Linked DNA regions of Mus musculus: region 2 is linked to region 1. Evidence: chromatin contacts called from public promoter capture Hi-C data. All regions are on one chromosome and are shown on one strand. Each heading gives the region's core, a stretch centred on a gene start, on an enhancer-like site or on the middle of the called end of the contact. The rest is flanking DNA. Distances are from core to core; before and after follow the strand shown. Region 1 overlaps Ugcg (UDP-glucose ceramide glucosyltransferase). Region 2 overlaps Susd1 (sushi domain containing 1).

The links. Capture Hi-C pulls out chosen DNA fragments and counts their contacts.
Region 2: a contact with region 1 is called in a promoter capture Hi-C map of liver. The contact joins two enhancer-like sites. A contact is called at or near these places in 3 of 15 datasets of contacts at CTCF or cohesin (CD8 T cells, the NIH/3T3 cell line and large pre-B cells), 10 of 484 Hi-C or Micro-C datasets (the C2C12 cell line, the G1E-ER4 cell line, LSK cells and 4 more), 5 of 115 datasets of contacts at active chromatin or transcription factors (the HPC-7 cell line, Th17 cells, bone marrow-derived dendritic cells and 2 more) and 4 of 9 other capture datasets (adipose tissue, embryonic stem cells, liver and 1 more).

Annotation. Positions count from the first base shown.
Region 1 is chr4:59,215,382-59,220,336 of GRCm38.p6, forward strand. Ugcg (UDP-glucose ceramide glucosyltransferase) reads left to right here. Exons shown (of 9, transcript NM_011673.3): 6 at 1,655-1,833; 7 at 3,114-3,200; 8 at 4,108-4,297; 9 at 4,842-4,955. Among named protein-coding and RNA genes, the nearest start is that of Ugcg, 28 kb to the left of the region's middle. Within about 2 kb of position 1,865, at least 7 of the 459 cell types and tissues checked have an H3K27ac peak or open chromatin away from gene starts, as enhancers often do. A contact at or near this core is called in liver, where this site is marked.
Region 2 is chr4:59,352,679-59,357,633 of GRCm38.p6, forward strand. All of the region lies in intron 10 of Susd1 (sushi domain containing 1), which reads right to left. Among named protein-coding and RNA genes, the nearest start is that of Gm35578, 73 kb to the left of the region's middle. Within about 2 kb of position 1,998, at least 4 of the 459 cell types and tissues checked have an H3K27ac peak or open chromatin away from gene starts, as enhancers often do. A contact at or near this core is called in liver, where this site is marked.

The DNA.
Region 1 (4,955 bases), core at 615-3,114:
TTTTTTTTGGTTTTTTGAGACAGGGTTTCTCTGTGTAGCCCTGGCTATCCTGGAACTCACTCTGTAGACCAGGCTGGCCTCGAACTCAGAAATCCGCCTGTTTCTGCCTCCCAAGTGCTGGGATTAAAGGCGTGCGCCACCACCACCCAGCTCATGGTCTCTTTCTTAACACAGCCTTGGGAAATATTTCTCTCACCGGAAGAGATTGTTAGTCTTAAAATCTTGAGTTATCTGGTTGATAAAAGGAACTACATGTAACTGTTTTAAAATAGAATACCATCATGTGCTTTTACCTTAGAAACATGCACATAGATGTCTGTATCAATGAAGGGCATTTCCCAGAATGCACCCAGTCTACTTTACTTAGAATGAATGGAGATACAACCAGAAGACTCTTCCTGCATGATAAAGAAACCTTCAACTGAACTCTAGTCCCGCCTAGTGCTGTGGCCTCGGATAACTGCTTGCCGGTTAAGATGGATGCTTCTGCTCTAGAAGTTAGGTTTGGTTCAATCACAGAAAGCTCCATTGCTTCAGTGAAGTCTGCATTGAGTGTAGGTAGCAGAATCATGTCTTAGCTGCCTTGTAAAATTCTATTACTCTGCTCTATGTGAATAACTGTGATGAAGGGAGCCTGCTGCTCTGTTCTTGAAGGTAACTAGAAAAGGCAGCATATCTGAGATATAAATAGTAAATAGGGCTTTAACAAGGGTCTAACAAGTAGGGTGGTAGTCAGTTCCAACGTGTCACAGAGAAGAAAAAGTCCAAAATTAGGGGCTGGAGCGATGGCTCAGCAGTTAGAATGAGTTCTGTTCTTCCAGAGAGGACCAGAATTGAGTTCTCAGCACCTAAAATGGGCAGCTTACAGTAACCTTTAACTGCATCTCCAGAGGATCCTGACCTTCCAATCTATAGGAACTCATTCAGATGTACATTACCCCCGTAGACTTACATGAATATACAGAATTTAAAACAATTTTAAGAAGAAATAAAATTTTCCTAAACATTGGTATCACCTATACATGCTCTGTGTATATGCATAGATACTTGTACAGACACACACACACACACACACATGCCACCAAATGTTGTAAAATCAGGAGACACTAAATTTCATTAATATTTTATATACCAGTTAATACTCTTTTATATATAAATTCCATTTTATTTGGAGTTATCTTTTTTTGGTTGTTTTTGTTGTTTTTTCTTCTTCTTCTTCTTCTTCTTCAAGACAGGGTTTCTCTGTGTAGCCCTGGCTGTCCTGGAACTCACTCTGTAAACCAGGCTGGCCTCGAACTCAGAAATCCGCCTGCCTCTGCCTTGAAAGTGCTGGGATTAAAGGCGTGCGCCACCACGCCCGGCTGGAGTTATCTTTTAATGTATTGATTTTAGAAAAGATAGTGGTTGCTTTCTGGCCAGGGAATATGCTTTTCACTCTAAAGGTAACTTTCTTGGTACTGCTGATAGCTGGGTAGTCAGCCAGACAAATCACTGCCCGAACTACAGTAGCGCAGGGGTGTGCTCCTCCTTCAGCACGTCAGGGCGCTCACTCAATCACTTGCATTTAACAGAAAGCTTTAGGGAAAGTTGGCAGGCCTCATAGTTTTAACACCAAAACCTAATTGACTATGTCCATCTGTGTTTTCTCGGGCAGGTATATTTTGGAACTTCACACCCAAGATCCTATATCTCTGCCAATGTAACTGGCTTCAAATGTGTGACGGGGATGTCTTGTTTGATGAGGAAGGATGTGCTAGATCAGGCAGGAGGGCTCATAGCCTTTGCTCAGTACATTGCTGAAGATTACTTTATGGCCAAAGCAATAGCCGACCGGTAAGTGAACTAAAGTATTTTCAGTATCCAGCAAATTCAATTGGCTTACTCTTTCCGTTCCAACCATGGGTTTGGGCTGTTTTATTTGATTCTGCTAGTGAGTACAAAGGTTAGTAATTTTGGCAGAGCATTCGCATTCAATATCTGTTGGTGCTAATAAAGCAAATACCGTCCTCCGTTTCCTTCAGATGCTGTAGTTTGAAGTGGTTGACAGGAAGCTTTTGAGAGAATGAAGGTAGAAAGTTAGAAAAATTAAAGCTCTTGGTGTAATCATAAGTCAATAGTTGCATTTTTTTAAAAGCATCATTTGAAAGAAACTGTCTACTTTTTTTTTTTTTTTAGTTTATAGGTATGAGTGTTTTACCTGCATATGTGTGTGTGTCTCTGGCACCCTTGGAGGTGAGAAGAGGGCATTTGATCTCCTGGAACTGGAGTTCCTGATAGCTATGAGCTACCATGTGGGTGTTGGTAACTGAACCTGGGCCCTCTGTAGGAGTGACAACTGTTCTTAAACTCCTGAGCCATCTCTCCAGTCCAAAACTTGGAAATTTCTTAGCGCATTATTTCATACTTTGCTAACGAGCCACCTCATCATTTAGCATTCCTCTGACACAGAAAATGCGTTTGGGTTTAAAGGAGATCACCACCCTGTGTGATTTCTTATTTAAAGATTTTTTTTTTAATTTTGGTTTTGGTTTTGGTTTTTCAAGACAGGGTTTCTCTGTGTAGCCCTGGCTGTCCTAGAACTCACTCTGTAGACCAGGCTGGCCTTGAACTCAGAAATCCGTCTGCCTCTGCCTCCCAAGTGCTGGGATTAAAGGTGTGTGCCACCATGCCCGGCACAAAGAATTTTTTGATAAGAGCATATTTGAAGTTCTTCCATATGGTGCTTAGGAAGTTCACAGTTACCTAATGTCTTCTATGAGACCCGGTCCACTTGGTCACTTTTCTTGTTTAACACACACGCAGGAATCGGTCAGAGGCAAATTGTTGAGTAGAGAACTCTCTCACTGAGTATGTTGAAAATGGCTGCACTGACGTTTCTTACACTATAAACCTAGGGGATGTGGCTCCTGCGGCTGGAATGTGATACCACCGAGGGCTGATGCAATGGCTGAAGAGCATTCAGAGCATCAGTTCACTCATCTTTGAGGACTGGGCTCGCCCTGAATACCAGCTGCAGCTTACATTTACAGTGATTAATGAGTGCAGAACCAGTCAGGCTTGAATGTGTCTGTCAACACAAACATAGATCATATTATAATTATCTTCATTTTCAGAGGTTGGAGGTTTTCAATGTCTACTCAAGTTGCCATGCAAAACTCTGGTTCGTACTCAATTTCTCAGTTTCAATCCAGAATGATCAGGTAAATCAATAAACTATCATTTTATAAAAGGAATGTGTGATGTGTGCATGTGCTTCATGATTTTATATGTGTGTGTGTGTATTTAAAATGCACATGATGCCAGGTGTCATGGCGCATGCATTTAACCCCAGTACTTGGGATAAAGAAGCCATCGAATCTCTTAGTTCAAGGTCAGCCTGGTTTACATAGTGTGCTCTAGAATAGAGTAGCCAGAGCTACGTAAATAGTCTTTGAGGGAAAAAAAAAGATTAATTTGCTTCCAGAAAAGTTTGTTCTGTTTTAAGAGAAATTGAACGCCTAAATGAATTTTCTTTAATAATTCTGAAATTAAAAAAAAAAAAAAGATAATTGAAACTAAAGCACTTTAGAAATAGAAACTAAACTGGTCAAAGTATAGACCATGTAAATGAATATACAGATATTTTTATTTACTAAATAAAAATAGAAAAGAGATTCATAAAAGCCAAACTGAGAAAGGAAGGCTGGGATGTATCTAAGTTGATAGACTGCTTTCCTGGCATGCAGACAGCCCTGGATGTCACCACCCACCCACCCACCCCTGCACAGCTTACACTGGGTGTGGTGGCATCACCCTATAGTCCCAACATTTGGGAGAAAGAGGCAAAGGATCAGGACCTGAACGTCATCTTTCACTGCCTAAGAAGTTTGAAGCCAGCCTGGGCTACAGGAGAGACCCTTTCTTAACAATACATAAGTAAATAAAATTAAAACTGTTTCAAAGAGGATAGTCTTTCCATGTCAAGGTTGACCATGTGTGTGAGAGTGGCCGGTGGGGTTCAGGATGGTGCCCGTGCAGGTGTTTGGTGGTGAGGGTTGCTCAGTTAGTTTTGTAAGCAGGCTGTTGTCTTAAAATCCTTTTTGTTTGTTTGTTTCTTTCTTTCTTTAGGTGGACCAAATTGAGAATTAACATGCTTCCTGCTACAATAATTTGTGAGCCAATTTCAGAATGCTTTGTTGCCAGTTTAATTATTGGGTGGGCAGCCCACCATGTATTCAGATGGGATATCATGGTCTTCTTCATGTGCCACTGCCTGGCATGGTTTATATTTGACTACATTCAACTCAGGGGTGTCCAGGTATGTGGGTGCACAGGAAAGGGTTCTCAGTGATCTGGGGAAGGAGCAGCGCTATTTCAGTTTAGAAAAGGCTCAAGAGAGACCGAGCAGTCTTTAGTTTCTGTAGACAGAAAGCTAAGGAACTTAGTTTGGGACTTAGAGTTAGTTCAGAAAAATGACGTGAAGGAAATCTTCAAGCTGAGCCTGCAGTTGTTTTTCACACTGCTTTTACTAATGATGATCACTGTTTTTAGACAGACAGGATTGCAAGGCAGTTAAGTCACCTCTGACACCTTTGACATCAGTGGTGCCAACAGTGGGGTCCCAGGAGTGCGTAGACTCCCTCCCCCAACTGTGTGTGTGTGTGTGTGTGTGTGTGTGTGTGTGTGTGTGTGTGTGTGAGGTCTCTTTGCTTGGATGTGCACGCTTGTTCTCCCTTCTACCAGGCGGGGCTTGAACTTGGTCGTCAGGCTTCCTTGTGGAGGCATCTCAGCAGCCTGAGAATTTCATCCTTTGTACCTTTAATCTGACAGGCAGTCAGTTGATTTTTATTTTTCATTCTCAGGGTGGCACACTGTGTTTTTCAAAACTTGATTATGCTGTGGCCTGGTTCATCCGTGAATCCATGACAATCTACATTTTCCTGTCGGCATTATGGGACCCGACTATAAGCTGGAGA
Region 2 (4,955 bases), core at 748-3,247, 140 kb after region 1:
GCTATGACTAATGTTCTTGCTTGCTGTGTTTTTGTGGTACTAGGGTTCAATCTGAGACGCACATGTGCTAGTACTCATCCTGCTACCAAGCTACATCCCTGGTCAATAATGCCAGTCTCAACAGTACGATCCCACCAGTTTGAGATCACAAAAAAAGTAGAAAGTTTTCCAACTCTCTCGGTGTTGATTCACAACACCTAAGCTGTACAGAGGATGGCAAGCCAAACACCAAACTGTCTATGCCAAATTCACACAGAAGAAAGGAAAAAAATACAGCAAATAGGGCCTGGAGAGATGGCTCGGGAGTTAAGAGCAGTTGGTGGTCCTGCAGAGTTCCTAGGTTTGATTCCCAACATCCACACACGGTGCCTCAGACGCATCTCTAACTTCTGTCCTAGGGAATCCAACACCCTCTCCTAATGTCCGTGCACACCAGGAACATGCATGGTACAATACATACATTCAGGCAAACACTCGGACATACAAAATTTTAATTTAATTTATTTATTTTGATATTTTTGAGATAGGATCTCAATTCATAGACCAGGCTAGACTTAAACTCATAGAGATCCACCTGCTTCTGCCTTCTAAGTGCTGGGATTAGAGGTGTGTGTCACCACACCCAGGTTTGTTTTTATGTAAAATTGTATGTATATATCAGAAAACAGAGGTGAGTAGTAATTCACAAAAAAAACCATCATGACCAAGAAAAAGTTATTCCCAGAATGCATGATCATTACTTGAGATGCTATTAGTAGATAAAAGAGACCACATGGTTACTTTCACATTCATAAATATACTCCTGACTTAAAATCCTGGTTTACAAGGACTCAACTTCTCAGAAGCCCTTTAGTTTAGCCATGTTTATTAGAACTTACCATGCTAAATAATAATTGGTAAAATAATTAAGCAGTTTCTTGTAAAGTTACCAACAATACAAGGATGTCTGGTCTCCAGGCTGTTATTTGTCTATTAGTCGGGGCATTCTAGACCAAAAACAATGAGGTAAAAATACTGCAATGAAAGTGGGAAAGGGTCGTAACTGCCAGGAACTCTCAGCGAATAAATCTAATACCAAGCTGCCCGAAGACAATAGAAAAACAAGACAAGATAACAGAAGCTTGGTAACCTGCATCCAGAGAGATGTCCATGAAGGCAGTCGCTTTCTTTCTGTCTACAAGGCAAAGCAAGATCAGATGGATGGACCCCCACAGATGTCAGATGTCAGATCCCAGATCCTGGGACTGATGGCTGCTGGACCAACAAGGCCTTGGTGGGATGACTGACCCAGAGAGATTAGCCTGGATTATCCGCTAGGCTCAGTGGAATAACAAGGATCTTTAGAAATCAGCTGATAGGATTAGTGTTTAAGAAAGGTGAAATTGGGAGTGAGAGGTGGGGTGGAGAAAGCTCAGCTTGCTGTGAAACCTTGGGAGCCTCTGTTCGGATCCCCAGCACCTATGAAAAAGCCAGGTGAATCCATCTGTGACCACAGCACCAGGTAGGCGTGGGCAGGAGATGGGCAGATCTCTGCCATTCATCTGTCTGTCTAGCTGAATCAGTGAGCTCCAGGTTCAGTGAGAGACTCTGTCTAAAAGACAAGGCAGAAAGGATTGAGGGACTCTGGCCTCCACGTGCATGGGTATGTACACGCACACACAAACACACATACACACCAGGCAGAAAGGAAGAAAGGGCGAGCAGAAGGGGGAAGATGAATAGGAGGAAGGAGAGGAGGAGGGGCATGGGGGCAGGCACCTGGCATCCTGGCACTGAGTGAGGTGATGGAGAGTGAGTGGCAGGCCAGAGTGGACTGTGCAGGGAGACTCTGTGCCTGGCATAATGCTGTAAGGACAGGGTAAACCAACGGAAGGTGGGACCAAAGCTAATCGGACCCCGAAGACTAAGAGTAAGGAAACCGAGCCTCCCTTCTGTCCCTTAAAGGCACATGCGCCTGTCCACACTCTGGCTGCAGCCCAGTGAAACGGATTTCAAGTGTCTGACTTCCACAGCTATGTGACAGTCAACTGTGGTGTTTTAGGCCACCAGGTTTTCAGTAACTTATCAAACCAGGAACAGGAAACTAATCCAAGTGACAAAATACAAAACCAAAAAAACCCAACGGAAGGACATAGCATTGAAACTAATGCCAAGTAAGAAAAATCTAATAGAAATATCAAAACACCAGCCGATGTGCTGGCACGGCACATGGCTTTAATCCCAGAACTTTAAGTTCAAGGCCAGCCTGCTAAACAAAGTGAATTCTAGGACAGCAAGAGGTACACACAGAAAAACACTGTCCTGAAAAACCAAAGAAAAGAACATGGTGTGGGGAGGAGAAGGAGGAAGTGGAACAGGAAGAGGAAGAGGAGGAGGAAAAGGAAGAAGAGGAGGAAGGGGAGGAGGAGGAAGAAGAGGAGGAGGAGACAACAAGGTTTTAAAAATGTTGATATGACTCAGCAGTTAAGAGCATTGACTGCTCTTCCAGAGGTCCCGAGTTCAATTCCCAGCAACCCCATGGTGGCTCACAACCATGTGTTAATGGGATCCAATGCTCTCTTCTGGTGTGTCTGAAGACAGCAACAGTGTATTCATATACATAAAATAAATAAATCTTAAAAAAATGTTGTTAAAGGATATAAAAGAAAATAATGCACAGAGAGACGTCATGAGTGGGAAGACTGAGGAAACCACAGGACAAAGTAGAACCAGATGAAACAAGTTTGGCACATTCGATACACAGGAAATAACCACTGCTAAATTTCTTTGGAAAGATTAATGAGAAAAAGCAAACTGGCAGTTGGGGGTGGGGGTGGGGTTGGGGGAGAGGGATCAATCCACAAGGAACATGAACAGATACAATAAAACTATAAGGGGCTGGAAGTAACAGCCCCAGTGTTAGGCAGCTCTGTAACTCCAACTACAGGGGACTCCAACGCCCCCTCTGGCCTCTGAGGGAACTGCACTCACATGCACACACCCACACATGTAGACCTAATTGCAAATAAAACCTAAACAAAAATATAGGAATATCTCTCAATTTTCTTTGTCATGGCCTCTGTAAGATATTGGTTTTGATATTAAGCCAAAGATATATCCTTGTACTATGATTTTCAATGGTTCATACTTTAAAAGGGACACCCCCCTTTCAAAACCTATCTTTGTGGTTTTGTGGGAGGTTTTACCCCTCTGGAGTGATATCAGACACAATCAGAATGCTGGAGTAGCTAAGCATTTTACTGTTAGCAAAAGAATCAACTAACTGACCAATGGAAAAGGAAGAATCAATAAACAGGCCTTTCTACTCAGAAGTTTTTTTGTTTTTTTTTTGTTTTTGTTTTTTTTTTTTTTTTGAGACAGGGTTTCTCTGTATAGCCCTGGCTGTCCTGGAACTCACTTTGTAGACCAGACTGGCCTTGAACTCAGAAATCCACCTGCCTCTGCTTCCCAAGTGCTGGGATTAAAGGCGTGCACCACCACTGCTGGGCTCTCAGGAGACTTTATAGATGAAAAAAATGGCACTTCAAATCAGTAGATAAGCAATATTAGATTTCTACCTTGATATAACTGGAAAAAATGTTTTCAACAGGAAAAAGATTTATTTTAAAAATATACTATAGAATATATAAAAGAATAGTTCTATAATCCTAGGTAGAAAAGAAACACTAAGAAAATGAAGAACTAATTTTAGAATTACTCTTACTTTATGTGTATGATGTTTGCCTGCATGTGTGTTTGAGTACCATGTAAGTGTTTGGTGCCCAGGGAGGTCAGAAGAGGATTTTGGATCTCCTGAGACTGGAGTTACAGATGGTTGTGAGCTGCCATATCGGTGCTGGAAACCAAACTGGGGTCCTCTTAAGCACTGAGACATCCCTCCAGCCCCTAAAATCTAAAAAAAAAAAAAAAAAAAACAAACCTTTAGAAAGTTAACTTTTCTGCATGGCAAATGACACAGTGCCGGAGTCTGAAAGACAAGACACAGGGGTGGTGCTGGGAAGAGTGAGGCCCCTGGAGCAGGAGTCTGAATTGACTCCCACGGGCTCATGCTCTGAACACTCACTCCTGACTGGTGCTGATGTAGGGGGATTGCTATGGGGCTCTTAAATCTGGCTAGCTGACTGGCTGGGCATGGTGGTACATACCTTGGATCCCAGCACTTGGGAGGGAGAGACAGGTAGATTCCTGAGTCTGAGGCCAGTCTGGTCTATATAGTGATTTCCAGGACAGACAAGGCTATACAAAGAAACCCCATCTCAAAAGTAAAACTAAACTAGACAGACAGACATAAACCTGACTGGCTGAAGTAGGCCACAGCTGTGTAAGCTACAGCCTGGCCCTACCTTCCAGCTGCTCTCTGCTCTAGTTCAGCGGCCACCACAAGCTCCCATCACAGTGAACGATGCTCTGCCATGTCCTCTCCACCATGAGGAATAGAAGCTTCTGTGTGTTACTAAGGATGGAACCCAGGGTCTTCTGTCCAGCACTAGGATGGAGCTACACCCTCAGCTCAGTATTTCTTTAAACTGCACTCCACATTTTCCAGCTTCTCCTGTGAGTCACAGTACCACACCAGGAAACTTGGTAAGGTTGAGTGGGTTCAGAGACCCCAGCACCCTCTGAGGATGAGAGGACAAATCTTTTAAGTTCAGATTCCATGTTAGAGAACCTGACTTAAGTTTGAACTCAGGTAAACTAACAGGCTGGTACCTAGCACTAGTTTCCAAGTTGCTCCCCAACAAAACCTGAGCCTAGCCCCAGTCTCTAGGTCAATCCTCAACAAGACCAATGTTTCCAGGTTACTCCCCCAAGAAACCTGCACCCAGGTTCCAAGCCCACCCCATGCCTAGCAACCACCAATGCAGAGGGGAGCAGAAGTTAAGTTTATGATCTGACTCCCAGCACCAGCCAATTATGTTAAAGGCCACAGCGGCTTTCCAATTAGATGCTTGCAC